Linked DNA regions of Mus musculus: all the other regions are linked to region 3. The links are chromatin contacts, called in public Hi-C and HiChIP or PLAC-seq maps. All regions are on one chromosome and are shown on one strand. Each heading gives the region's core, a stretch centred on a gene start, on an enhancer-like site or on the middle of the called end of the contact. The rest is flanking DNA. Distances are from core to core; before and after follow the strand shown.

Evidence for each region. A called contact is a pair of places that touch in the nucleus more often than the background predicts. HiChIP or PLAC-seq counts read pairs in DNA pulled down with a chosen protein or histone mark.
Region 1: a contact with region 3 is called in a Hi-C map of cortical neurons, with 4 times the contacts expected there. The contact joins the enhancer-like site here to the promoter of Cacna1e in region 3. A contact is called at or near these places in 1 of 15 datasets of contacts at CTCF or cohesin (large pre-B cells), 1 of 484 Hi-C or Micro-C datasets (cortical neurons), 5 of 115 datasets of contacts at active chromatin or transcription factors (embryonic forebrain, embryonic stem cells, forebrain and 1 more) and 1 of 9 other capture datasets (embryonic stem cells).
Region 2: a contact with region 3 is called in an H3K4me3 HiChIP or PLAC-seq map of forebrain, with 6 times the contacts expected there. The contact joins the enhancer-like site here to the promoter of Cacna1e in region 3. A contact is called at or near these places in 2 of 39 promoter capture datasets (liver and stem cell-derived epiblast-like cells), 2 of 15 datasets of contacts at CTCF or cohesin (large pre-B cells and stem cell-derived epiblast-like cells), 35 of 484 Hi-C or Micro-C datasets (the AML12 cell line, the Ba/F3 cell line, adipose-derived mesenchymal stem cells and 17 more), 10 of 115 datasets of contacts at active chromatin or transcription factors (T-cell acute lymphoblastic leukemia, astrocytes, embryonic basal ganglia and 7 more) and 2 of 9 other capture datasets (embryonic stem cells and pancreatic islet).

The regions. Positions count from the first base shown.
Region 1 is chr1:154,155,673-154,158,372 of GRCm38.p6, forward strand. No RefSeq gene overlaps it. Among named protein-coding and RNA genes, the nearest start is that of Zfp648, 44 kb to the right of the region's middle. Within about 2 kb of position 1,254, at least 108 of the 459 cell types and tissues checked have an H3K27ac peak or open chromatin away from gene starts, as enhancers often do. A contact at or near this core is called in cortical neurons, embryonic forebrain, forebrain and 1 more, where this site is marked.
Region 2 is chr1:154,174,146-154,176,864 of GRCm38.p6, forward strand. No RefSeq gene overlaps it. Among named protein-coding and RNA genes, the nearest start is that of Zfp648, 26 kb to the right of the region's middle. Within about 2 kb of position 1,361, at least 36 of the 459 cell types and tissues checked have an H3K27ac peak or open chromatin away from gene starts, as enhancers often do. A contact at or near this core is called in cerebral cortex, cortical neurons, embryonic basal ganglia and 3 more, where this site is marked.
Region 3 is chr1:154,724,621-154,727,320 of GRCm38.p6, forward strand. Cacna1e (calcium channel, voltage-dependent, R type, alpha 1E subunit) reads right to left here and starts at 1,300. Exons shown (of 47, transcript NM_009782.3): 1 at 1,031-1,300. The coding sequence starts at 1,299.

The sequences.
Region 1 (2,700 bases), core at 4-2,503, 570 kb before region 3:
CTTAAGAAGTAATTTTAGAAATCAAAATCATTAGTGGTGTGTGTGTGTGTGTGTGTGTGTGTGTGTGTGTGTGTGTAGCAAATGTGTGAGCACATGGTGATGGGGGGCAAGCACCTGCAATGGTGTGGAGATCAGAGAACAACTGGTAAAGTGGTTCTCCCCTCCAGCCATCATGTAGGTTCTTTGGTTAGAACTTAGGTGCCCAGGCTTGGGTGGTGGGTGCGTCTTCCCATTCAGCCATCTCACCAGCCCTCATTCAGGAAGCATGTCACCTGATTCTCTACCCTACTCATCCCATGAGTACCCCTGGTGTTGGGTAGGAAACAGGGTTCCAGGATGGGTAAGGAGGCATCTTTGTATTTCATTCATAACTTTTCCATACATCAGGATCCAACCTGCACCCAAGGATTGCAGTAGAAACCCCAGTGGTAATAATGTATTTGGGACACTAGCTCTAGAGTGGACTTCAAAAGTCCCTCCATGTAGATACATTGGACAAGAGCTATGCATCTCCCTAAATAGATAAATCATTGCTGGTGTTTGGGAATTGGGTTTAATATAAAAGATTCTTTGTTATGATTTTGTGATTTTTCTTGGCATGCCATTTAGTTTGAAATGAAATGTGCGCTATAAGACATTTGAAACTGCTTGATTAAATGCCAAGCCTGTTAACAGTGTGTGAGCGAAGGGCAGCCCATCAGTGTGGAGATTCAAGTGAGGAGTACTTACACGTCCTCTGGATTCTCTTGCCCTCGATCCCTGTGTCTGGAAAGACATTCCTGTATTCTGACGAGCATCTGCATTAGGGAAAAACATCATTAGTTCTCTTGGACCCATCCATCGCCTCGACTTTCAACATTCTTTCCCATCAAAGCAGGGAGGTACATTAAGGTCAACTACATGATGATTCAGAGAGGAAAGCCCATCACACAGCGATGAAAACAGACAGCAGCAGGAGGCAGAGCCCAATCAAGTGCAGCCTTGCCTTGCCGCTCCCTCTCTGGGAGATTAGTATGTGGTTTTGGCACAGGACAGCAACTTGGGGGAGAAAGCAAAGTTTATGGATATGGTTGTCTTTTCTCCTCTAAGCCAACTAGTGCCTTGTTTTTCTGTGAGCCTGCAACTGTGGGAAAATTGCTAGAGTGTAAAGTTTCCCTCTTTGTCCTCGGTGCACTTCATTTACCAGGGAGCCAAGTTGGGAACAGAGCCGCCTCTCACACAGCCCATGAATGACTCCATTTTCTCAGGGCAGCCACTGCCTGCCCATTGTTTAACTGTCATGGCCTCTTGTATAGGTGTTCCCTGCAGCCCGGGCTGTTATGTAACGCCTGGGCAGGGAACATTGCGTGAGAGAAAGAGAAATCAGAGAGGAAAAATCCAGAGGGCAGCCCAGACCAAACTGTCTTCCTGGAGGGGGTAGAGGTGGGTGGGGGGGGGGAGGGTGGAGAGAGAGAGAGAGGGAGAGAGGGAGAGAGAGAGAGAGAGATTCGTGTAATCATGTGTAATCTTTTTCCTCTGGCTTGTTTGCTTGAGTGATAAAGCCTGGATGCTGGCATTTAAAGCCCCACGGCTGGCAGAAATGAAGGCTTCTGTTTATATCCACAAGACAGGACATGCTGTACCCTCACATCAGTGCAGCTGTTACCTAGGTCCTCCCTCAAGACTCTGGCAAGAAACCCTATGCCTTACTGAAGGCCTAAGTGGAAAGGATTTTCCCTCACCATAGGCTACACCATGTTCCTCTTTCCTGCCACCTCTGTGGCTCAGGGAGCCTCTGAATCCTGCCTGTCAAACGGGCACCTGTGTCAATTTCCACGTTGGCATGGTTCTCCATCAAGTGCAAGGTCAAGAGGCAGCCACCTCTCAGTGCTGCCATTGTCTCTCATACCTGCATGAGTTCTGGTGTTTCCCACTGCAGTGATTTGAATGAGAAATGACCCCTGTAGGGATGGGTATTTGGGAAGTGCTCTTTGGGGACCTTCAGGAGGTACACCAGGAAGTACATCACTGGGGGTGGGTTTTGAGAGATTATAGCGTCCACTTCCTTTCAGTTCCCAGTGGCTCTGCTTACTGTTGAGAACTTAATTCCTCAGGCTCCTCCTCCTGTCCACATACCTGCTGATCATTGTCATGTTTTCCTGATGTGTTGATCTCCTATTCCTCTGGAACTGGAAGCCAAAATAAGCTCTGTCCACCACAGGTCACTTTTGGTCATCGTGGTTTATCACAGCAACAGAAAGTAGCTAATACACGCCTCATCCCCTTCGGTCACACTGCCAATACTGTGGTAGGATGGAGGGTGTGGAGGTGAGGCTTAGCCTGTCAGCACTGGCCTTTCTTCCTAGCTTGTTCTGTAGACTCTGAGTCCTGGCACCATCAGGACAGATCTCACGATGAATAAAGATGGATGCTCCTGAAGAGTGCTGCACCCTCTCTTCCAGTCTTAGAAAGTCACAGTCCTGCTGCACAAGGATACCCTGATGGATTTGCAAGTGAGAAACCTAAACCCCTCCCACAGGCCATTCTCAACCTGAACTGCTCTCCTGGGCCAATTCTCAGCTATGCTACCAGCTCCCTGGAAACAGAGACTTGACTTGTATTGGTCTTGGTTGAATTCGTTGTTCACAGCTCTGTTGTGGGTGTTTGATAACTGGTTGAGTTAAACTGAAGCAAATTTAGTTTAGAATACCTAAAGATAAG
Region 2 (2,719 bases), core at 111-2,610, 550 kb before region 3:
GCTATATTATCCAAGTTCTCTGAGGGCAGAGAAGCCCCAGGGTTGAGTTCCAGCTAATGTAATATGGACCAAAGTGATAAGTGATACACACCATTCCTAAGACTGACTTGAGGAGTCTCTGCTCCTCTTTGATTGCCTGCTCCTCTCTCTCTGAGGCTGGGGACCTACACTCCCACTGATTCTGGAAGCTGCTTGTTGAAGAAGGCTGTGCCTCTGCCAGCTTGATTGCCTGAGGACATCCCCAGACTGCATTTTGCAAGACAGAGAAATAAACATCTACTGTATTAAGTCACTGAGGATTGAGTATTTGCATATTATAATAGCTGGGACACCTAACTAATCCAAATCTAACAATACTTCTTCAACAAGCCTCTTGCAATCCTCTCTCTAGAGAGGGTGTTGTGCACATGCAAGGGACATATTCTCAGCCTCCCAGCCCCTCTGTTTCCTCATCAAAGCCAATTCTCTACCACAACAAGGGCCACTTCAGTTTCCTTCCTCATATGCTCCACCTTTGGGGGGAACAAATAAACAAAGTCAGGCACCAGCAGCTCCCTGGGGAAAAGAGCTGATTGGATCCTGTGAGGAGGAACAAGAGAGCAAGAGGACCATAATGGGTTAGCATCTAGGTTCTTCTTGGGAGGAAGCCTGGAGGAAGCTTTAAATATGAGAAACTTTACCCTGGACCCTGAGAGCCAGGCCAAGAAGCAGATGCCTGTGTGCCGTACGTCTGAGGCAGCATGGAGCTGCTGGCGGCCTGGTTACACAGTGGCTTCATCGGTGCTTTGTATTGTGATCAGACTGCACTGGGGCCTGTGTGATGGGTGGATAAGATCAAAGCCTGGAGGAAGAGAGAAACCAGGTTGTCTGTGCTCCTCAGCCATAGCAACTGTTTCTGAGGAAGCCCAGTTCGAATGCCTGGCTTAGCTTTATAGGGGCAACAGCATGTGACTGGGGGTGGTGGTGGTGGTGGTGGTGGTGGTGGTGGTGGTGGTGGTGTCTAGGGCCTGCAACAACTGCTGTTAGCTTGCCATCTCTTCATAATTAATTGAGCCTTTCTTTCTCTCCTTCTCCCTCCATCTTTCCTCCTCCTCCTTTCCCCTTTCTTCTGCTGCTTCCTTCTCTCCCTCCCCCCTCTTCTCTTCTTTTCAGCTACTCAAGTCAAGCCCTCCTCCTCTTCCTATCTTTTAAAACCTTCTAACATATGAATAAGGTGATCACACAAACAAAGAACAGCTGGCAGTAGCAACAATACTAAGCTGAATACTTACAGCTGTGCCACGCAGAGTTCTAGTGGGTTACACTGATTAGCCTAGCTCAAAGGAACTGGATGAAGCAGCTGCCTGCTCTGGTCACATTGTACAGACAGGGAACAGATGCCCAGAGCTTTCACTTCTCTCTCAGCCTCACATGGGTAGTCCAGACCGTGTGTACGTCAGCTGCCTTCTGATTCTATGTTCTCAGCCATGGACTGAGTGAGCACTTAGACATCACTGCCTCCCAAAAGGGCGACCTGGAGGAACATGGGCGCTGTGCCTGATGCGGTTAAGTCTGACTACTGCTGGATCCCTCTCCTGCCCTGGCTCCATGTTGAGTCTCAGACCAGATAATGGCCACGATTTGGAGTTTCAAAGGAGGAAGCTTTTGTGAATTAAGCATCAAAAGACTCATGCCTCTGATATCTTTGTGGTCTTGAGCAAGTCACTTCTGTGATCTGAACTTCACTTAGGAGAGAAAGCAAGTAAGCAAGCAAGCAAACAAACAACAGCAACAAACTACTCCTACAACAACAAACACACCAAATAAAACATCCTTATAGTGTAGTCATGTGTCCCAACCTGGAAGATCTCTTAATGCTCCCAGGATTTAAGTGAGTTACTCAAGTGTAAACCTGACTCAGAATTCAGTTCTAGATGAAACATAGAGGCACAGCAGTGTCTCTGGCCCGGAGAAGCTATATAACACACTGATGCTCCAATCCACTACCCCCAACCCCACCTACTCCCATTACTGTGTAGCCTTAAGCAAGGCCATTCACATGACTGTGAGACAGTCTCATAGGCAGGGGCTGGCTCTCACCTTTCCTGTGCTGGATACTCAGATCAAGCCCAGTCTGCCTCAAATGGACAGGCAGAGTTTATAGCTCACCAAATAGTTCAATGGGAGATCATAGCTTCATGCTGGTCCCCGCCCTTTGCCTTCTCCAGAGCCCATGTTTAGATGCTCAAATTGAATCTGATGAAGTCTTTCCCCTTCTTTCCATCTCTCTTCCTCCTTCCTCTTTTCCCTCTCCCTCTCTTTTTCTCTCTTTCTCTCTCTGTTATAATTGTTGAATGTATGCACATTATACTGTGTAAGCTAAGGAATTCAATAATATACATTGATCTGGCCCAATGGCATGGCTGGTCTTTGGTACCTATGCGGAGTTTTTCATGGATTCTTATGTCATGTGAGGTATAGAGTTGACCTATCCAATGAGCTATCACAGTGGTTGACGCTCCACAGGCCCCTCTTTATCTGTACTTCAAGAAATTCCATGTGTAGGATAGAGCTCAGGGCTCAAACGAGGGACTGTATCATTCTTGAGTATGTTTGTGACAGGTATATGTCTGCACTGTAATGGGAGTGGGGGAGTGGAGTGGAACAGATGAAGGCTGATGTATGACTATCATTGACATACTACAGACGAGCATCAGTATGTTGTGACAGCCATACCATA
Region 3 (2,700 bases), core at 50-2,549:
GACAGGCATGCAAATTCTTAGTGCAGAGCAGGCAGGAAGCTGCCTGATCAGCAGCCTGCATTCAGTGCGCTTGGTAAAACCTGCAAAGATGTTTCTTCCATCCTAGCCTTTTACTCCCAAACCATCACCTCCATAGATGACCTACCCACTCCTTGTAAAGAGCAACACCCTTGGCTTTAGAGAGAAATTGTTTGCACACCTCTGACCCTCAGCTGATGGGTTCAGGCCCAGTAGATCTATGGTTCAGTATACTGGGAGAGCAGCCAGGTATGGCAAACATTAAGAAGCAAGAGTAACAACCCAGGACCAAGAAAGGAAGAACACACCTCCTTGCCTGAAGAAAGAACTCCAACTTTGAGCTCTTTGGGCTGGTGGTGACATGATCATCTCCCCTGACAGGCATTCACTTTCAGTAGAACTTAAAGTTGGTCTCCAGAGTTAGCTGAGTCCCTAGCCCAACGCCTTTTTCATAAGTACTCATTTGTCTTCTTGTATACATGGGTCTACTCTTTGGAGCTTCTCATCTGGCAAATCCCTCCCAGAACCTCAACTTCTCTGCTGGCAGACAGTGCAAGTGTCTTCCCAGCTGGTAGGAATGGGAGCAGAGGGACTGGCTTAAGTGGTGGAAAAGAGAGAACTGATTATGAAAGAATCCTTGAGATTTGAGGTAAGCCAAACCACATGGAGTGCAGCTTCTGAAAGGGTTAGGACTTTGGGGGTGGCCAAGAAACAGACAAAGCCCAGAAAGAGGCAGATGTCTCCACACCAGGCACCTAAGTACACTTAGAGATTTCCACATGGAAAATAATCCCCAAAACCAAAAGTCTTACCTTGAAAACCACTACTGCCCAAATAGGTCTCCGGGGCATCAGGCTTGCCCCGTGAATGCAACAAGGTAGGGTGCACTTGAGCAAAGGGGCAAATTTTGGCACCAGGAAGGGGTGGGGAATAGATTCCATGCTAGGTGCCCCCCCTCACCCGATGGAATGCAAAGGGGGAGAGGGAAGTCATGGTGGGTAAGAAAGGATATGGCCAATCGATGAGCTTCTTGGCGTATTTCCTGACAATGTTATCTTCTCCGAAGATGAACAGGGATCTGTTGACCGTGAAACAGTTCTGCCGGACTGGTATGGGGTTGTACAAAGCCATAGTCCGCGCCCTCTGCGCTTTTGACTGCTTGTAGGCGGCCGCCGGCCCCGAGGCCGGGACGGGGGTTCCTTGTCGGTTCCTGCTCTGGTCCGAGTCTCCATCGCCTGAGCCTGGCCTGCCAACGACCACCGCCTCCCCGAAGCGAGCCATCCTGAAGTTTAAACAGACAGAAGACACACAAAGGTGATCGCCGAACACCCGCACACAACAAGAGGCAGAAAAGACACAGGCAGGCTCAGAGCCTTATCCACACAGGCGCAGGGACCACCGCCTCTGGGGACCCCTGCAGGCTCTTCAGCCCTGCTCTGAACTGTTGAATCTAAAGGCAACCTCTGCGAAGCTCCATTCCTCAAGAAAAAAAAAGAAGAAGAAGAAGAAGAAGGGGGTAGGGCTTCTAGAGGGAATATTTTCCCCCAAAATGCCAGCGTGGGGTGGTGTTCAGGGACCGGAGAGGGGTGGAGAAGGTCGGTCCTCAAACATAGCTCCTCTTCTGGCACACGTACCACCTGGCTGAGAGAAAGGCAGGCACTGGTCCGCTAGGTAACAGTTTGCTGATTTATTGGTCGGGGTGAGGGGTAGAGAGGAAGAAGGAAATGAAAACAAAAGAACTTTGAAAAAAATGAAAAGAAAAAAAGACAAGGGCCAGCTACGGTGACATGCTTTAGAACGCCAGCCCCTGCAAGTCCATCTAAGAAATTCCACAGCCAAGACTTGGCTCTTTAAATCTGCCAGCGGAGATGCATCCAAAGGTTGGAGAGAGGGAGATGGAGGTGGGGGGGAGAGCGGTACTAAGGTTCCTGCGTAAACCGCATCGCCCGAAAAATGAAGATGAGAAGTCGAACCAGCCGGAGAGGGGCAAATGACTTCACAGCTCCTGCTTTTGGGGTAGAAGTTGAGCAGCAACCAGAGAGCAGCGAAGCCCAAGTGCCAGCATCCGCCCAGAGCGCTCGCCGCTGCCGCCGCCGCCGCCGCCTCCCAGGATCAGCATGCAACAGCGATCCGCGGCTGCGCCGGGAAGAGGGTGGGAGAGCGAGCGAGCGAGCGGGCGGGCGGTCGCAGTGAGGAACAGGTTGCAGTCAGCCTAGCTAGTGATGGCAGGGCATAGGACTTAATCCACATACCGAACTTCCTCACCAAAGACCAGCTCTTTCTCCTCCCGGCCTTCCTGGCTACAGAGAGCAGAGACGATGCTTAAGGGCAGGTTGAGGAGCACAGCGCAGCAGCGCAGCAAGGTGGCCAAGGATCCGAGAGAGACGCGGGGGCGGGGCTCTCAGAGTCCAGCGTGGTGAGGCTGGTTTGGCTTGTGAATTCGTTTGACTGAAGGCTACCTAGGCAAGGGTCCAAGGAAGAGTCGCGGTTCCCTCAGGAGATGGAAAAGAGAGGCCCACTGAAGCTGGTGATGCCTGCAGACTCTCTGCAACAGATCAAAGACCTGTCCAGGAACACTCTCTTTGGTCCTAGGAAGGGTACTCAGGGCTGTGCCTCTTTCCATACTCTGCATAGGGTTCTGCTCGCCACTGCTCTAGTGGAGAGTAGGGACTTGTGCACCCC